2 separate regions of the Oncorhynchus mykiss genome follow, and region 1 is linked to region 2. Evidence: chromatin contacts called from public Hi-C data. All regions are on one chromosome and are shown on one strand. The core of a region is the stretch at or near the end of the contact, and the rest is flanking DNA. Distances in the headings are between cores, read along the strand shown. Region 1 holds the start of smap1 (stromal membrane-associated protein 1). Region 2 has its middle 9.5 kb from the start of LOC110528682.

Region 1 (4,307 bases), core at 1,025-3,524, 110 kb after region 2:
GAGTGAAGCGAGAGTGCCTCAGGCCCTTGTTACTCAGTGACGTCTGAAGTCAAATGACTATCAACCCTTACTGCAGCATGACAACACGGAGGAAGAAAGCAGCTGAAAATATCTTCCTCTGATTGCAGAGAAGAGTTGACCCCTAAGCCTGATGAAGGTCTTACCACTAATTCCCAAGTGTATAGTCCAGACTCCAAACAACCCCAGCTCTGATCTCAAAGGCATGGATATTGGTAAACGCAACATGGTGGAGACTGTCCTGAAACCTGAGTTGTAGGTGGGAAGCCATTAAAACAGAAACACACTTATTTGCCCCATCTTGTAGGCCATGGAAGGAGAAGCAGTGAAGGGTGCTGGGTAATTTTCCTTGCCCATTGCGTGGACACTGGAGACATAGAAACCAGAGCTTAGGCAATGAGAAGATAGAGAGAGGAGATAAGCAACACCCCAGTATAGAACGATCCCTCTCTCTCTCTCCCGCTTTCCTTCCATTTTCTCTAACACAGTGCTAAGAAATATGAGCTGACAGCAGCATCTCACAATCATAACCCATAGGCTATGCACACACACAATTTACAGGAACAAATGCCTCACGACACACACACACTTAAACACAACGTGGGCAGACGTAGAGACGGATGCAGCGTGAGCATTCACATATAAAGCACCCAAGGATGCAGCTTGAGTGGAGCTTTCACTTAATAAACAAACACTGACACTTCCTTTTACCTGACTGAGCTATAATTCAGCGTTACATAAAGCAGGATTACATAGGCTAAGAATAGAAAACAAATAGAACCATTCTACAGATTAGAGCCTGCCCAGGATATTTAGCAATGGGTGGGTGTATAGTGCACAAATTTGACAACACACTCCTGGGATAATACCCATGTAGGCTATACAATATATTGTATTCAGATGGAGGTGAATCTGGAATTTGAAAGAGCAATGTGTAGTGTGTGCCAGGTCAACTTTTGTGTCTGACAAAGGATAGTGCAAAGTTGTTGTCAGTTGTCACCTGTCCTCTTCCTGGATGTATCCCTCATTTTACAGCATCATCCATAAACTCTGCTGTTCATTGGCCCCATCTGTCAATCAAACAACCAGCATCCCCCAACCACGTGAGAACCAGTCTGGACTGGACTCTCTCGGAGCTATGGCAACTACAGTCACATCTCAAAAGCCTAACTTTGAGACCAACCAGAGAAACTCTAGAGGGCAAAGCAGATAAGGACCCAGTGGTATGAAATATGGACACGTCATGCTGTTGACTGATCAATGCTCGCATGGTCATGGTCAACACACTTGTAGCTGATAGTGAAATGAAAATAGGGACTGTCCATAAACGAAAGGTAAATGTTAGCAAAACACGTCATCATGACGCAAGAGGCATTCATTAATCACAGATGGGTGGTTCGCTGAACTGAATCAAAACCTGCTTGACAGTCACTGCTAGCTACATCAGGATTGTATGATCCGCCCTTATTGACTTGTGTGCTGGCAATACTGGAGACTGGTCTCCGACATTGTTTTTCCGCTCATAAATAAATTGGAGAGAAGGACATCGGAGCCAATACCTGCTTTTTGTGTTGCTTCCATCGTGCTAGGCTAGCAAGCTATCAACCCTGTCAAATGGAATGACCGGTGTACCTTGGCTAGCTAGCCAATGTCTGTTAGCATGCTCATTCACACTCAGGCAGAAGTCAAACTCCCATGTGTGGCTGGGTGGGATGGCGTATATGAAACCACAACCACTTGGTGGGTTAACCTAGCTTCACTGTCTGTATTTCAGCAGCAGAGATTACCTTTAGCCTCGCAGTCAGCGCAGTGCTTGTTGTCGTCCTCTCGGAGCATTTTGGACAGAATGGCCTGATGCTGCTCATTCAGTTTCTGGGCTTTCTCTCTCTCCGACCGCGTCGACATCTCTCAACAAGTTATGCTGCACTGTTCCTAAATAAAAACACCTACTGTACCCTTACCATCTGTGTCTAATTTACATGCATTAAAGGAAGACCATCCCTGGGTATGTGCAGCTTACTACAACCGTACTGCTCACAGCCAAGCTCAATATGGGAGCTAGTGTTCCGCTAGCAGTACCACTGAGTCGTCACTACTTACCCCAGCCATAAAGGTATAAACCACGCCTATTTCTACAATTTATATTCTTAAACACTGATTTGAAACATAACATTAACCCTAGCCTTCAACACATTGCTAACCTTGTGCCGAACTTTAAATGAAGACCGAAAGGCAAATTGTTTGTATTCATGAATGTTTACGATACAGACAATTTTGACTTTGTGGCTGTGTTAACTGATGGCAACCGTACAGACATGGGAACATCCGGCTTTGAATCTTTCAACTCCGTTGACTTTTATTTGCAATAAAGTGTAACTGCAGACATTGGCTGTGTTCGAGAGCATTAAAACCGTGATATATCATGGGTACATTGTGATTGACTGACTCATCTACAAATAATATTGAATAGTTATTTATGATGCAAGGTGATTTGTAGCTCAGTCAGTCTCACCTTTCGAACGCGCCCATCATCTCTCAGGCTCCCCACTATACTGCCACCTACTGGTGGGATAAGTTTAGACATCATCTCTCAGGCCCCTCTCTACACTGCAAGCTACTTACTGGTGGGTAAGTTTTTTAGACCATCTCTCAGGCCAATTTCTCAGGCCTCTCCAACGCCAAGACCCCTCAATGATATGACTATACTGCCACCTATTGGAAGGATTAGTTTTCGGTTTTGAATAAAATGGTCTGAATGAAACTTATCATAGGGTAAATCCATTTGAATTAGATCCCTTTTTGACAGAAACCCTTTTGATTTAAACAAAACGTTCAATACATGTCTGCCCATGAAAGAGGTGGTCAGAAAGTGACTTTTTGAACCTGAATGACGAAACATTCAGGAGATAAAGGGGCTCAGTTGACCCATTTTGAATACTCCACCATACCATAAGGCATCCATTTCTTCATCACCTGAAAAGATGAACGGTTGAGTTTGATATAATTTAAAAGCTTACAAACAGTGTTGTCTCGTGATTGATAGGGTTAATTGTGCAATGTTTTATCTTAAAATTGATGTGTAATCTGTTGATGTTGGAACTGTGGGAAAACGGTGCTCTGCAATAAAACAGTGGCGGGGGCGAAGGACACTGTGTACCGATGTCCTAGCCGAGCTAGCTAGCTCCTTCCCTCGTTGTAACATTAACAGACCTGACGGAAACAGTGCTCGGCAGGCGGGGGCGAAGGACACTGTGTACCGATGTCCTAGCCGAGCTAGCTAGCTCCTTCCCTCATTATAACATTAACAGACCTGACGGAAACAGTGCTCGGCAGGCGGGGGCGAAGGACACTGTGTACCGATGTCCTAGCCGAGCTAGCTAGCTCCTTCCCTCATTATAACATTAACAGACCTGACGGAAACAGTGCTCGGCAGGCGGGGGCGAAGGACACTGTGTACCGATGTCCTAGCCGAGCTAGCTAGCTCCTTCCCTCGTTGTAACATTAACAGACCTGACGGAAAACAGTGCTCGGCAGGCGGGGGCGAAGGACACTGTGTACCGATGTCCTAGCCGAGCTAGCTAGCTCCTTCCCTCGTTGTAACATTAACAGACCTGACGGAAACAGTGCTCGGCAGGCGGGGGCGAAGGACACTGTGCACCGGTCATGGGTTCATTGTGTATTAGTTTAGATCTTGTGTGTTGTCAGTCGTTTGGACACGATCCTCTCTGAGGTAAAGAGAAAAAAGTATCCGCTTCATGTGTCAGGCCCAGAAGTGACGATCCTGGCTTTGGAGAGGGGCCTGAGAGATGATGGGCCATAGAGTGGTCTGAATACATAGAAGTATTCAGACCACTTGACTTTTTTCCAGATTTTGTTACGTTACAGCCTTACTCTAAAATGGATTGAATTGTCCCCTCCCCCCCTCGTAAATCTACACACAATACCATATAATGACAAAGCAAAAACAGGTTTTCAGACATTTTTGCAAATTTATATTTAAAAAAAAAACCTGAAATATCACATTTACATAAGTATTCAGACCCTTTCCTCAGTACTTTGTTGAAGCACCTTTGGCAGCGATTAAAGCATGGATTCTTCTTGGGTGTGACGCTACAAGCTTGGCACACCTGTATTTGGGGAGTTTCTTCCATTCTTCTCTGCAGATCCTCTCAAGCTCTGTCAGGTCGGATGGGGAGCGTTGCTCCACAGCTATTTCCAGGTTTCTCCAGAGATGTTCGATCGGGTCCAGGCTCTGGCTGTGCCACTCAAGAACATCGAGACTTTTCCCA
Region 2 (4,775 bases), core at 897-3,396:
AAAGTGAATGATGGCAGGCCCATCTGCCTGTAAACACACAGTCCAGTTCAAAGTGAATGATGGCAGGCCCATCTGCCTGTAAACACACAGTCCAGTTCAACGTGAATGATGGCAGGCCCATCTGCCTGTAAACACACAGTCCAGTAAAACGTGAATGATGGCAGGCCCGTGTGGCAAATGGCTTGTTTGTATGAAGGCCTACTTTATCTCTGATTGGCTATAGCGCACCGGTCTTGGACGAGACGGATGTTTTTTATTAGGTTTTATTTGCTGCAGTGTCCATTAGTTGTCCAAACGCACAGCAGCTTTCCCACTATATTGCTATAGAATTTTCACAAATGCCTTAGTATACGTAATTCCTAAACCTTCTAAGAATTTATGAAAATGTGAACATTTTTACGTTTGATATTCTTCCTGGGGCTGTAGATGAACAGATTTTAGTCAGATTTGAGTAAGTAAGGGGCTGAATTGTGCTGTGTTTAAGAAGTCAAAGCCCTTTGGATGAGTTATCTGTATCTTGATTTTAATATGTTTTTTCTTCTCTCTGTTCTTAGCCCTTCTGCTCCTCCCCCTTCTTCTCAGAGCAGAGCAAGCAGGCCCATTGCCCTAGCGATTCCACACAGACATAGCGTGTACACATGCTGCTCCAGAGCCAGTACTGTTCTTCCTTCCGACAAGTACGTCTCTCAACTTTGTTCATTTACACAATGTCCTTTGTTCACATTTGCTTATAAATGTTCTAAACTCACCAAAAATTATATTTGGTAGCTCCTACCTATATATGTATAACTTTGAGTTGGATTGCCTCTGCGCTCGTTAAACATATTTAGCTAGCAGTCTCAATGGAAATTCACAATTATTTGTGCTAATTTTGTTAGCATTCTGGTAATAGACACCGAATGGGCTTTTTTTTGGTGTTTTTTGGCCGGTAATACCATAAAACCTGGAATGAGAGGACGGTATGACAATAAGAGAAAATCTGGATACTGTCCAACCATAGTGGAAACCCTCGATGGCGCTGCCCTTGCTAAAATGCTTTTGGCCGCTAGAGGCCTCTATCATTCTCTGCTTGCAGATCACACATTGCATCGGAAGTACCATAGAATTACTGCCTTATATATTATCCAGAATGACTATAGGCCTGATTCCACACTGAACACTGCTTCTCTTCCCTTGATGACTCACTCTTGCAGGTCTTAAAAGACTGCAGAGGTGTTGGCATGGTGATAGTTCCAGCTCTTCAAATAGGGTGAAGTTGAGAGTTTCTGTGTTAGTGTGTGCTTTTAATAACAGTAAATATGTGTCATTTGTTTGATCTAACAATTGTTTTAAATGTTCAATGTATTTTGAATTTGATGAATAAAGGCTATTCTTCACCACAACCTTCTCTGTTTTGTAATTAATCATGTGTGTCATTTATTTCAATGAGAGTAAAACACTCATGGGTTTACTATCATCCTCGAGACTAAACCATGGGTTTACTATCATCCTCGAGACTAAACCATGGGTTTACTATCATCCTTGAGACTAAACCATGGGTTTACTGGGTTTACCATCATCCTCAACTCTTGCGGTGCTGTTGGTCTCACTTGGACTGTTTAGGGGATTCACATGCTTTCTATCTCTATTCCAATATTTATATCACTGCTTGTCTTTCTGCCATGAGGAACTGAAACCTGGGTCACAGAGCTGACCTGGGGATTTCTGCGGTGAATGGAACAGCTGGCTGAGCCACCCCTCTCTCTCACAAACACACCACACACACACACACGCACAATGCTGTTATACACTATGACATTAACACATTCGCACACAAAATTACTGCACACAAATAGACATGGAATAACATGTACTTTGTACAGCTGGAGAGGCAGGATTATGTGAGTATTGTGATCATGTTGGATCACAGTAACAGTCTGACCAAGAAAGGTCAAAGGTTAATCAAGCACATTGTGTGTGTGTGATTCCATCTCATGTAACCTTCTGTGAACCCCCTTAACCACATATCATTGAATCATTCATTCATGGTCAACTCCTTGGTCAAATAAGTTGGTCAAATGTTGGTCAAATAAGCATACTCCAATATTGTCTTTGTCCTTATGGGTGTAGGCTTCTCTAATTTTCACTTCTCTTTCTGCGCCTTGTTACTCAGAGATCTGCTTTCTAACTAGTTTCGACCTCAGACTGAAACACCCCGAAATGTAAGTCCAGTTTCGTCTGAGAAACCTAGGATGCCATTTTGAAATATAGAGTGGTTATAGTCTCTCGTAACAGACAGCGCATGTGAAATTTGGTTTTGAGTGCCGAGATTAAAGGTCGTCCAATCCAACCATAATACTGTTGCATTTTATATTTTGCAATGTTCATCTGAAGGGCATGATTTAATATTTAATACATTTTATACAGTAGTGGTTTGTTTATGTATGTCCAAGATAAATTCCCCATTTGGAACAAAGTTTCTTATGAATCTTTTCCTCTTTATTTGCCATATGGTACCTTCCAGTTCACATGTGTATTATACAGTATACGAGTTCTGAATGTCACTCTGATTTGTTACATGGAACTGTAGATGAGAACGCACAAACGCTAAATTGGATTAGATGCGTCATATGCACCTCTTACAAATAGCTAATATAATACATACAATGTGTTAGAGGTTGAACTTTTGATTGGCCCACATAACAAAATATTTCTCGCCAAAAATGTGTGGATGTTAGGTGAGGATAATTATGACACCAACTCTGAGGGACAAATCCCTGGAGCCCACTGGTGGTACAGACGGAAAGAAGCTTCTTATCTTATCAGGTGCAGACACAACACCTGCACGAGTTTCCAGTCCAAACTTCAGAGGAAACTGAAACAAGAAGAGGAGTAACACACCGTGAAGCCATCTGGTACAGATAGCTAAGACATAAGCTCTATTCTGGAAGGAGAGTGAATGTCAGTCTCACACATGGGCAGACAGGCGTGCACACAAACAGATCTGTGACATTATTGTAACACATAAAGCACATACACATGCTGTGATACTGGTACAGATGTGTGGTTTTAGGATTAGTGGTTTGTAGTGTGTGTGTGTTACAAGATGAAGAGACAATATTTTGGCCTATTTGGTCCTTCTCTGTAAGACAATGCCGCCAATTGAAATAGTCTCTCTCCTTTACACATACCCACACACAGGGTGAGTCACTCGCTCTGCTCCAGCACCCATTCCAGGAGGCAGCCGCCTCATTCTGTCAGTATGAATCAGTGCTGTGGGTACACTGCACTTAACCCACAGTAACAACCACTCCCCAACACAGAATACCCCATACTCCTACCCAACACACCACAACATCCATCCCCCCAACATAGCTCAACATAAGTACCCCAACACAGCTCACCACAGAATGCCCCAACACAGTTCACCCCAGAATACCCCAACACAGCTCACCACAGAATACCCCAACACAGCTCACCACAGAATACCCCAACACAGCTCACCACAGAATGCCCCAACACAGCTCACCCCAGAATACCCCAACACAGCTCACCACAGAATACGACAACACAGCTCACAGCTCACCACAGAATACCCCAACACAGCTCACCACTACCTCTAATTATACACCACACATTTCACCAGGGAAACTTCTACCCAAATGACACTAGGTGCAGACTGCCTCTACTTCCACTCCCAACACATGACACTGAACCCACCATACCCACACACTCAAATCAAATACATTTTATTTTGTCTCATGCACCGAATACAACAGGTGTAGGTAGACCTTACCATGAATTGCTTACTTACAAGCCCTGAACCAACAATGCAGTTCAAGAAATAGAGTTAAGAAAACATTTACTAAATAAAATAAAGTAAAAAATCAAATATGAAGTAACACAATAAAATAACAATAACAAGGCTATCTATACAGGCGGTACCGGTACCGAGTCAATATGTGGGGGTACAGGTTAGTTGAGGAATTTGTACATGTAGGTCGGGGAAAAGTGACTATGCATAGATAATAAACAGCGAGTAGCAGCAGTGTAATAACAAAGGGGGGGGGGGGGGGGGGGGGGGGTAGTGTCATTGTAAATAGCCCGGGTGGCCATTTGATTAATTGTTCAGCAGTCTGACGACCCCAATCCAGAACAAAGTGTGACACAACAGTCCCCATCTACCACTCTGTACTCAACACACAACATTATTAACATCAACCAATATCTAGTAAGACAGCAAGGCTTTACCTTACACAATAAGCCCTAATTAAATACATGCATTCTCTTAGAAGGCATGATTAGCTGCTGTTGACATGACGTGTGTGTGTGTGTGTACGTACGTGTGTGTGTGTCATATCCCTCACACATTCTTCTTCTCACCAAACACACACCTCAATTAGCAGAAACCAGTGTGTGTTATTTTAGTGTTTAAGATTCCAAATGTCTGCTGTACACTGACATTTCCATAACTCTGGAGATCCATGGCTCTCTTCAGACTCATCTGTGTGCTACAGGCTATACACTCACCTTTTGTGGTAAACTGGCATTGGGCAGTCAGGGTTATCGTAGGTCTGGCTCATAGAATGGCTAGAACATACATATTCTATCCATCTAATGGTGAATTTCGAGAGCTTGGGACTAGAAGGTTTTATCTGAGTTATTGACATAGCCTTGTTCTGTTTAATGTTCTCTAGCTACACTGAGTGTACAAAACATTAAGAACGCCTTTGTTAATATTGAGTTGCACCCCTCCCCCCTTCAGAACAGCCTCAATTCACCAAGGTATGGACTCT

The links. A called contact is a pair of places that touch in the nucleus more often than the background predicts.
Region 1: a Hi-C map of liver shows a contact between it and region 2, with 8 times the contacts expected there. The contact joins the promoter of smap1 here to the enhancer-like site in region 2. A contact is called at or near these places in 2 of 3 Hi-C or Micro-C datasets (blood and liver).

Annotation. Positions count from the first base shown.
Region 1 is chr1:72,101,753-72,106,059 of USDA_OmykA_1.1, forward strand. smap1 (stromal membrane-associated protein 1) reads right to left here and starts at 2,275. Exons shown (of 12, transcript XM_036984638.1): 1 at 1,806-2,275. The coding sequence starts at 1,923.
Region 2 is chr1:71,989,370-71,994,144 of USDA_OmykA_1.1, forward strand. No RefSeq gene overlaps it. Among protein-coding and RNA genes, the nearest start is that of LOC110528682, 9.5 kb to the right of the region's middle. Within about 2 kb of position 2,147, at least 4 of the 11 cell types and tissues checked have an H3K27ac peak or open chromatin away from gene starts, as enhancers often do.